Regions from separate parts of the Hordeum vulgare genome. Here region 1 is linked to region 2. A link is a contact called in public Hi-C data. All regions are on one chromosome and are shown on one strand. The core of a region is the stretch at or near the end of the contact, and the rest is flanking DNA. Distances in the headings are between cores, read along the strand shown. Region 1 holds the start of LOC123431117 (pentatricopeptide repeat-containing protein At5g04780, mitochondrial-like). Region 2 holds the start of LOC123431098 (probable methyltransferase PMT3).

Region 1 (3,571 bases), core at 1,014-3,513, 430 kb after region 2:
TCTGAGTGAATCTTACAAGCTTTGAGAACAGTAGACCATAGGCATGCATCCGGCTCAACTGGCATCTTCTGGATAAGTTCTAGTGACTCCTCCAGTAAACCAGCTGTTCCCATGATGTCAACCATGCAAGTATAGTGTTTCAAACTTGGTTTTATGCCATACGAATCTTCCATACTGTAGAAATAGCTCCGAGCTTCCACCATGGAACCTTCTTGCTTACAAGCTGAAAGAAGTATGATGAAAGTAACAGGATCTGGTCGAGTTCTAGATTGCTCAAGCATTTCGAACAATCTTTTAACATCTCTAGGCATCCTATGAAGCAAGTAGCAACTCATCATTGCATTCCATACTGCTATATCCTTATCAACACTGCACTCAAAAGCCAGTCTAGCATCCTCAATCTTACCACATTTCCCATACATATCTATTAGTGCACTTGCAAGAGTGACTGGATAACCATCAGGCCAGTTTTTCTGTATGTAACCATGCAGTTCTCCCCCATACCCTGATGCCATTGTCATACCAGAAGACAAAAGCGCTATCTGCACCGTAACCAAGTTAGGAAGTAAATTGGACTCGAGCATTTCACAGAATAGTTTCAAAACAACCTCTGGCTTCCTATTATGCTTGTAAGCTGCTAGCAGACTGTTCCATGTGACAACATTCTTATTCCTTATTCCCTGGAAGACATTAGCAGCAGATACCATATCACCAGTTTTACCATAAAGGTCAACCAATTTGCTGGATACAAATATGTTTGACGTCAGACCATTCCTTAGAGCATAGCAGTGTACTTCCTTCCCGAGACGATCTAACTTGAGGTCTGTCAACAGTGAGAGGACACTAGTAATTGTAGTACCATTTGGTTGGATGGGGTTGCTATTGTCCAGAAATGTCCAGCGCTTTGCATCTCCACTGTTTAGGAGCTGCATGTATCTGAAAACTTCCAGTGCATCAGCACAGAGGCCAAACTGATGCAAACCGGATATTAAAGCATTCAATGATACCACATTGGGCTTCAAGCTGACATTCATCATGCCTAACAGCAGTTCATTTGCTAGTTCTTTCTGACCTGCTCTAGCATATACAGCAACGAATGAGTTATATGTGACAGTGTCAGGCTTCAATCCATCCTGCTGCATCAAGTTAAAAGCTTCACACGCTTTGTCCATCCTCCCATCACTGATATATGATTGAATCAACTCATTCCATACAGTGACATTCCTCTCCCCATCAATGGCGGAGAATACGCTTGTCGCATAAGCAAACTCTCTGCACTCAGAGTACATGCCAATCAAAGAAGAACCAATGTACACATTTAATTTGATACCACAACGTACAACATAAGAATGCAGCTGCTTTCCAAGGCCCAGTGCCATCAAGCCAGTGCAAGCAGGAAGTATACTTGCAATAGTGACTGCATCAGGCATCTCAGTCTCGCACATCTCCAGGAAGATGCCCAAAGCCTCGTCATAGCGTGCATTCTGCACACAGCCAGAGATGATGCAGTTCCAAGAACTGGCCCGAGGCTTGACCCCCCTCAGTCGCATTTCGTCAAACAGATCGAGCGCAGCACCAATATCACCATTTCTCGCGAAGCCGGAGACAAGGTTGTTCCATGAAATCACGTCAGGCCGAACACCATTGGCCTGCATCGATTCAAACAGCTCGAAGGCCTGGTCCAGCTCCCCGGCGTTGGCGTAGGCGCCCACGAGAGCGGTCCATGCCACGACGTCGCGTTCGGGGAGCGACGCGAACGCTGCGCGCGCGGCGCGGACGTCCCCAAGCGCCGCGTACATGGCGACGACAGCGTTACCTACGACGGCGTCGTCGGCAAGCGCGGGCCCGCCCTTGGCGGCGAGCGCGTGAGCGGCGGCGGCGAGGCGGGGCGCGTCCGCCCCAGCGCAGGCCCGGAGCACCTGCGGGAGGAGGAACCTGTCGGGCTCGGCCCCGGCGGCGCGCATGGCCGCGAACGCCTCACATGCCGCGCCCCAGCGCCGCGCACGCACGCAGGCGCCTATCTCCCGCGCGTACGCCGCGGCCTCGGGTCGCGCTTGCTGCACCGGGGCATGCTGCCTCCGGGATGCCCCGTCCGGCACCCGGTGCGCGTGGGTCGGGGCCTGTAGTGAGCAGCGCGGCGATAAGACACCGCGGGGAGTAGGAGGCAGAGACGGGGACGGCAGCATGGTGGTCGCCATTTTTTTATGGCGTCAGTAGTACTGCGCTCGGTCCGGCATTTCCAAATGGTAAGGAGGAGAGAGAATCTGTGCTTTGTGGACCATGGGATTTGGACCTTCTGGGCTGAAATAGCAATTCTGAATAAAATAAAATGACAAAAAATTATACGCTAGAAGGAGGGCTCGAACCTCCGACCTTGTGGTTAACAGCCACACGCTCTGGCCAACTGAGCTATTCCAGCTCGGGTGGAAATTTTTAGGTTTGAGCATTCTAATACCCAAGATATGTTTTTTTGTATGGTTTCCAAAGTTTTCCATTCAGCATTAATGATATAGACACAAGCAATTTGTTGGCTTTTTCCAGAGTTCGTGGCCCACCTGAAGTTTATGAAAATGTATTCGTTGCCACTGATATGTACTCCTTATGTAAACTAATATTAAAATATTTAAATCATTACTTTAGTGATCTAAACGTTCTTATATTAGTTTAGAAGGGGTATAAGATTTAGATTTCACTTTTAACTATTTGGGTCGATGCGCTTTGCATTTGGTGAGCTAAGTTTTGACTTTGGTTAGAGCTTGCGTCATCTTACCTTTCTTAGATTTACATCATGGTTTGACCTCCCACACATATGTCATTGTTGTTTTCTTTGAGGCACTTGTAGATTAACACGTATCTCCTTAGTACTTGCAATATAAAATTAACTTGCAACCAGTATTTTGCTATGACTAATTTCAGCGTCAACCAAACAAACACTAAGGAGTAAGAACATTGTACTACACATGAAACCATACGTGCACATGCTGCACTCTAGAGCATATACATAATGTTATGGGCATGGTTGACCTCGAGTTTGTACATTTTATCAAAACTATATTTAAAATCTAAGGATGATACAAACATTGTCATCTAGCATGTCACAAAATTCACAAATCACTAACAATAATAGTTTGAATGTGATAGTAGCAATAGTTGTGGACTTTGTTTTGCAAAGTAATCGAACAACGATAACATACGTGAATTGACACGCCTCAATATATAAAAATGGAGGTGATTTTAGCCAGATTCAGGCTTTATGCATGAGTAAGTAGTAACAACGCTAATCCTGCTTGTTTAGAATATATGTATATATATGCAAGATTGTGTCTACCATAGTTTGCCACAAAATTATGTCTATATATATATATATATACTCCACCACCTTCTTCCCATGCCGCCCCCTCCCACTACTCGGCCACCACCTCCCACATCGCCAGCCATCGTGAGGCCTCCACCTCCCACCGCGCCGCACTCCCACCATCACACAGCGCGCCGGCGGCTGATCTACCAGGTGCGCGGACTCGACCTGGGGAGGGGTCGCGACCAACGCTACCAGCGCCGCCCCGGTGACCTT
Region 2 (3,563 bases), core at 987-3,486:
GACTTGGAGGCAGAGGAGGACTTGGCTCGCAGGTTATGGAATCTGAAGGATCGAATGGCAAACTTCAGGAAAGCATAACAAGTCACTTCTTGAGGCTTCTCCTGCAACTACTTCTGTTTGAAGATTTTAGGTGAGCTCCGCACGTCGACATTGAGTAGATTTAGGATCTTGTAACTTAATTTTTTAGTGCTGGTCCGTTTACCTTATTTATTGTTGTACATATCTGATATATGTGACTGTTGCAGAATGGAACTAGCAGGTTCTGCTGCAGATGCTTTGCTTCCTTTGCTTTTCTGTGAACAGGAGTTATATCAGGTCCTTTTCACCACTTCTCTAATAGGCTAGCAGTTTATCAGATCAAGCACAATACCAAGGCTTAACTTCTGTTATTTTGCTATGTGTTCTCATCACGTCTCCCTCTGCAGAGACTGGTCCATGAGTTGCTTGAGAAAGAGCAGAATCCGACTGTGAAATCAAGGCTGTCACTTGCTTTCCATAACCTGACAAGTTCTAACAATCTCTCAAGCACGCTTGACCGGCCAAACAGGCAGAAATTCCGGAAAAATCTCCGTGTTTTCTTAGGCGAGGTCTCGGGCTTCATGCAGATAAAGTAGTTGGGGAGTTACATGAAAGCATTGATGTCTGGTCGATCCCCTGAAGATTTTTCGCCGTTGTGGTAGAGTCCATGTGTGGCGGGGCCATGAGCAGGAATTCTGGCGTTAGAGGTTGAAAACGCATTTGCCGTTGTGTGTTGAAGGGATAGTCGAACAGAACTGGCGGGAACATGTCGGACGTGTTCCAGGATCTGTGTCTGTGGCTGCATTTGGCGGTGGAGAATTGGATGCCCTGGCATGAGATCGTCGTCGTGTAAATTTAGTTGGGACTCGGATGTAATCATACAGAAAAGGTGGGCATTTTCATTTAAACGGAGAAGGAGGTCATTTTGTTGCGACTGTTCTCAATTGGAGCAGTTCTCTTCTCCCACATGTGTGGGAGATACAGCTTAGAAGAAAGGATTCGACAACGTGTAGTGCGTAACTTGTGTCCGCCCAGAAACGTGAAACACTGGGGCATGCTTTTGCAATGCTCAATTTTCCCTCGAATCCTGTGGGAACCCAGCTGTTTCGTGTAAAATGTCTTCTTACAAAGCAACTGAACAAGCACATCTGCACATGTTATCAACCGGCTGGGGCTCGCTTTTAGCGTCTGAGCCCTAGGATTCCTGCTAGTCTTTTGTTTGTTTGTTTTTGCCAGGAACTAACTATCGAAATGATCAGCAGTGTCATGGCTGAAAGATCTGTAACCTTACTCACCAAATTTGGGTGGTCTTTATGGTGGCGCCATAACTCCCTTGGACATGATCATGCCAAAACTGGCGCGGAGGACCATTGTGTCGCTGCGCCAGTCGGTGACGCTGGCATATGTGGATTTTGATGACCACTTGCTGTGTGGATCCCATGGAGTTCCGTGGAGCAAGCTGTTGCGTGTCGGTGGCTGCATGCCCGTGTCGGTGACTGCATGCCCGTGTCGGTGACTGGATGGGTAGATCTCTGGTCTAACATTCGGTGCGTGGAGTGTGGATGAAAACCAACCAGGCAGTTTCAGAACGTGAGTATCCATTCCCTCCGGCTCGGCCTTGGCCAGTTGGGTTTCCTCCGGCTCGTTTCGAAATGGCGTTGTCTTGTGCACTAAAAGTCTTCTCTAGTACTTCCCCGTCCTAAAATAAGTGTTTTAAGTTTAGTACAACTTTGTACTAGCTCTAGTATAAAGTTGAGACAGTTATTTTGGAACAGGGAGTACCAAATATCCGCAGAGAACGAAAGGGCATATGGGGAAACAAAAGGAAAGACTCACGTTACCAAGCTGATTGGCCATACGCGCATCGGCACTGCAGCACCAGCAGCATGACAGCGAAGGGAGAGATAATAAAACAAACAATAATACAAGTACTAGTCCCCTTCCCCTCCCTCCCATTGGCATTGGGCCGGCGCCGACAGAGATCTCCCCCCTAAATCGCCAACGTTAATCATCTGAAAAAGACCCCAGCACTAATGCTAATCTACCAGTAGTACTAGAATAACAATCATAGTCATCATCTAAAAAGAGAAAAAAAAACAATTATTATCCGGCACGGGGACGGGCACGGGCACGGGACATTCCCTCCGCTTAACAGCGTCCCGTGTACCGCGGCGTGTTAGTTTAATCTGCCCGCTAATCATCTCGGGGATGTTGCTGCTGGTTTCATTAACACGCGCCACCAAGAGTGCAGACCTGCCCCCTTCTCTCTCTCCCTCTCACGCTAGCCCCGCAAATCGAGGCCTTCCGCTGGCCCTCACCCCCGCCCCGCCACCAGGCTCACCCCAGCCAGCCAACGGAGGCGACGAGCGCCCGGCCCGCGGCGGCACTCTCCCGCCCGCCCGCGCACGGGATCCGCGACGGTGCGTTGCCTCTCCCCCCCTCGCATTCTGCTGCCTCCCTCTCTCCCCTCGGTCCAGCCGTCCATGTCGCCGCCGCCGCCGCCGCCGCCCGGCGGTGCGATCTGGTTGCGATGCCTGACGCGTCTTCCCGCGGAAAGGGAGCGTGGAGCCCAGGCGGCCACGAACGCGCGCGGCGTGGGTTTCGGTCCAGCATCGCGTCCGGTGGGATTCGCGCGCTGTGTGCGTGTTGGGTTTTTGCGTTGGTTCTTTTTTATTTATCGTTCCGTCTGTTAGGATTTGGTTGGTTCGTCTTCGGCTGCGATTCTTAGTAGCAGTCGTTCCAAACCCTGGGGATTTTTCAATCCGCTGCTGGCCTCGCGCCGGACGCACTCAGGTCGCAGTGCCCGTCGCTGTCTCTCTTGTCTCCGCTGGGTCAACCTGAAGCTCCCTTTTCCTTACGCCGTATGCTCGGCTGCCTAATCCAACTGAGCAAAGAGCTTCCGTGCTGGCGAACCGAATTCTAAGTCTGCTCCGTGGAACTGGAGACCACGCCGCAGATCTGAAGGAATCTGCCAGCAAAATAGAGTAGCTCGGAAGAGGGGAGCTTTATTTAGAGAAGTACTACCAGGACTAGTGCTCATCTCCCCTCTGTGATCTGCCCCCAACTCCTCCCTCTTCACCACTGCCGTTCGCATACTTATACGCACCCTCCGTTTTGCACCAGTCTGGGGGTTCGGCTTGAGCATTGTATTCATCCCGAGGATTTCTCTTCTCAGGCAATACCAACGGTGTCCGCTTGACCTTTTCTAAGCGGGTATACGCTTCTAGCTTCCTCCATTGCATATCTCAATTTGGTTCTGTTGCTTCAACTCTACTGCGGCTTGCCTGCTGCTTAGTTTATGACATCTTATTGTTGGTCTCATGGCTTGTTTTTTTGCTTTCTGCAGATCCGTGCGTCCCAGCAGAACTAGGATTTTCTGTGGTCCTTCATGAATCTTGAGGACAGTCTATACTAGGGGGGCAGTAGGGTACTACTACTACTAGGATTTGGGATCCTCCGAAATGAGGGGGAGAAATGATGGGGGGCAGAGCAAGAGGCCCGTTGTGCTCTTCTGCGTCATGGTCGTGTGCCTGTGCCTCCTCTTC

The links. Hi-C and Micro-C count contacts between places; a contact is called where the count stands out from the background.
Region 1: a Hi-C map of seedling shows a contact between it and region 2, with 6 times the contacts expected there. The contact joins the promoter of LOC123431117 here to the promoter of LOC123431098 in region 2. A contact is called at or near these places in 2 of 6 Hi-C or Micro-C datasets (leaf and seedling) and 1 of 1 datasets of contacts at active chromatin or transcription factors (embryo).

Annotation. Positions count from the first base shown.
Region 1 is chr1H:277,065,981-277,069,551 of MorexV3_pseudomolecules_assembly, forward strand. It overlaps LOC123431117 (pentatricopeptide repeat-containing protein At5g04780, mitochondrial-like), which reads right to left and starts at 2,264. Exons shown (of 1, transcript XM_045114955.1): 1 at 1-2,264. The coding sequence starts at 2,198. It overlaps TRNAN-GUU (a tRNA gene), which reads right to left and starts at 2,419; the gene lies at 2,346-2,419.
Region 2 is chr1H:276,638,084-276,641,646 of MorexV3_pseudomolecules_assembly, forward strand. It overlaps LOC123431098 (probable methyltransferase PMT3), which reads left to right and starts at 2,237. Exons shown (of 8, transcript XM_045114944.1): 1 at 2,237-2,438; 2 at 3,365-3,563. The coding sequence starts at 3,480. It overlaps LOC123431075 (exportin-4), which reads left to right. Exons shown (of 32, transcript XM_045114897.1): 30 at 1-130; 31 at 246-315; 32 at 426-1,103. The coding sequence ends at 614.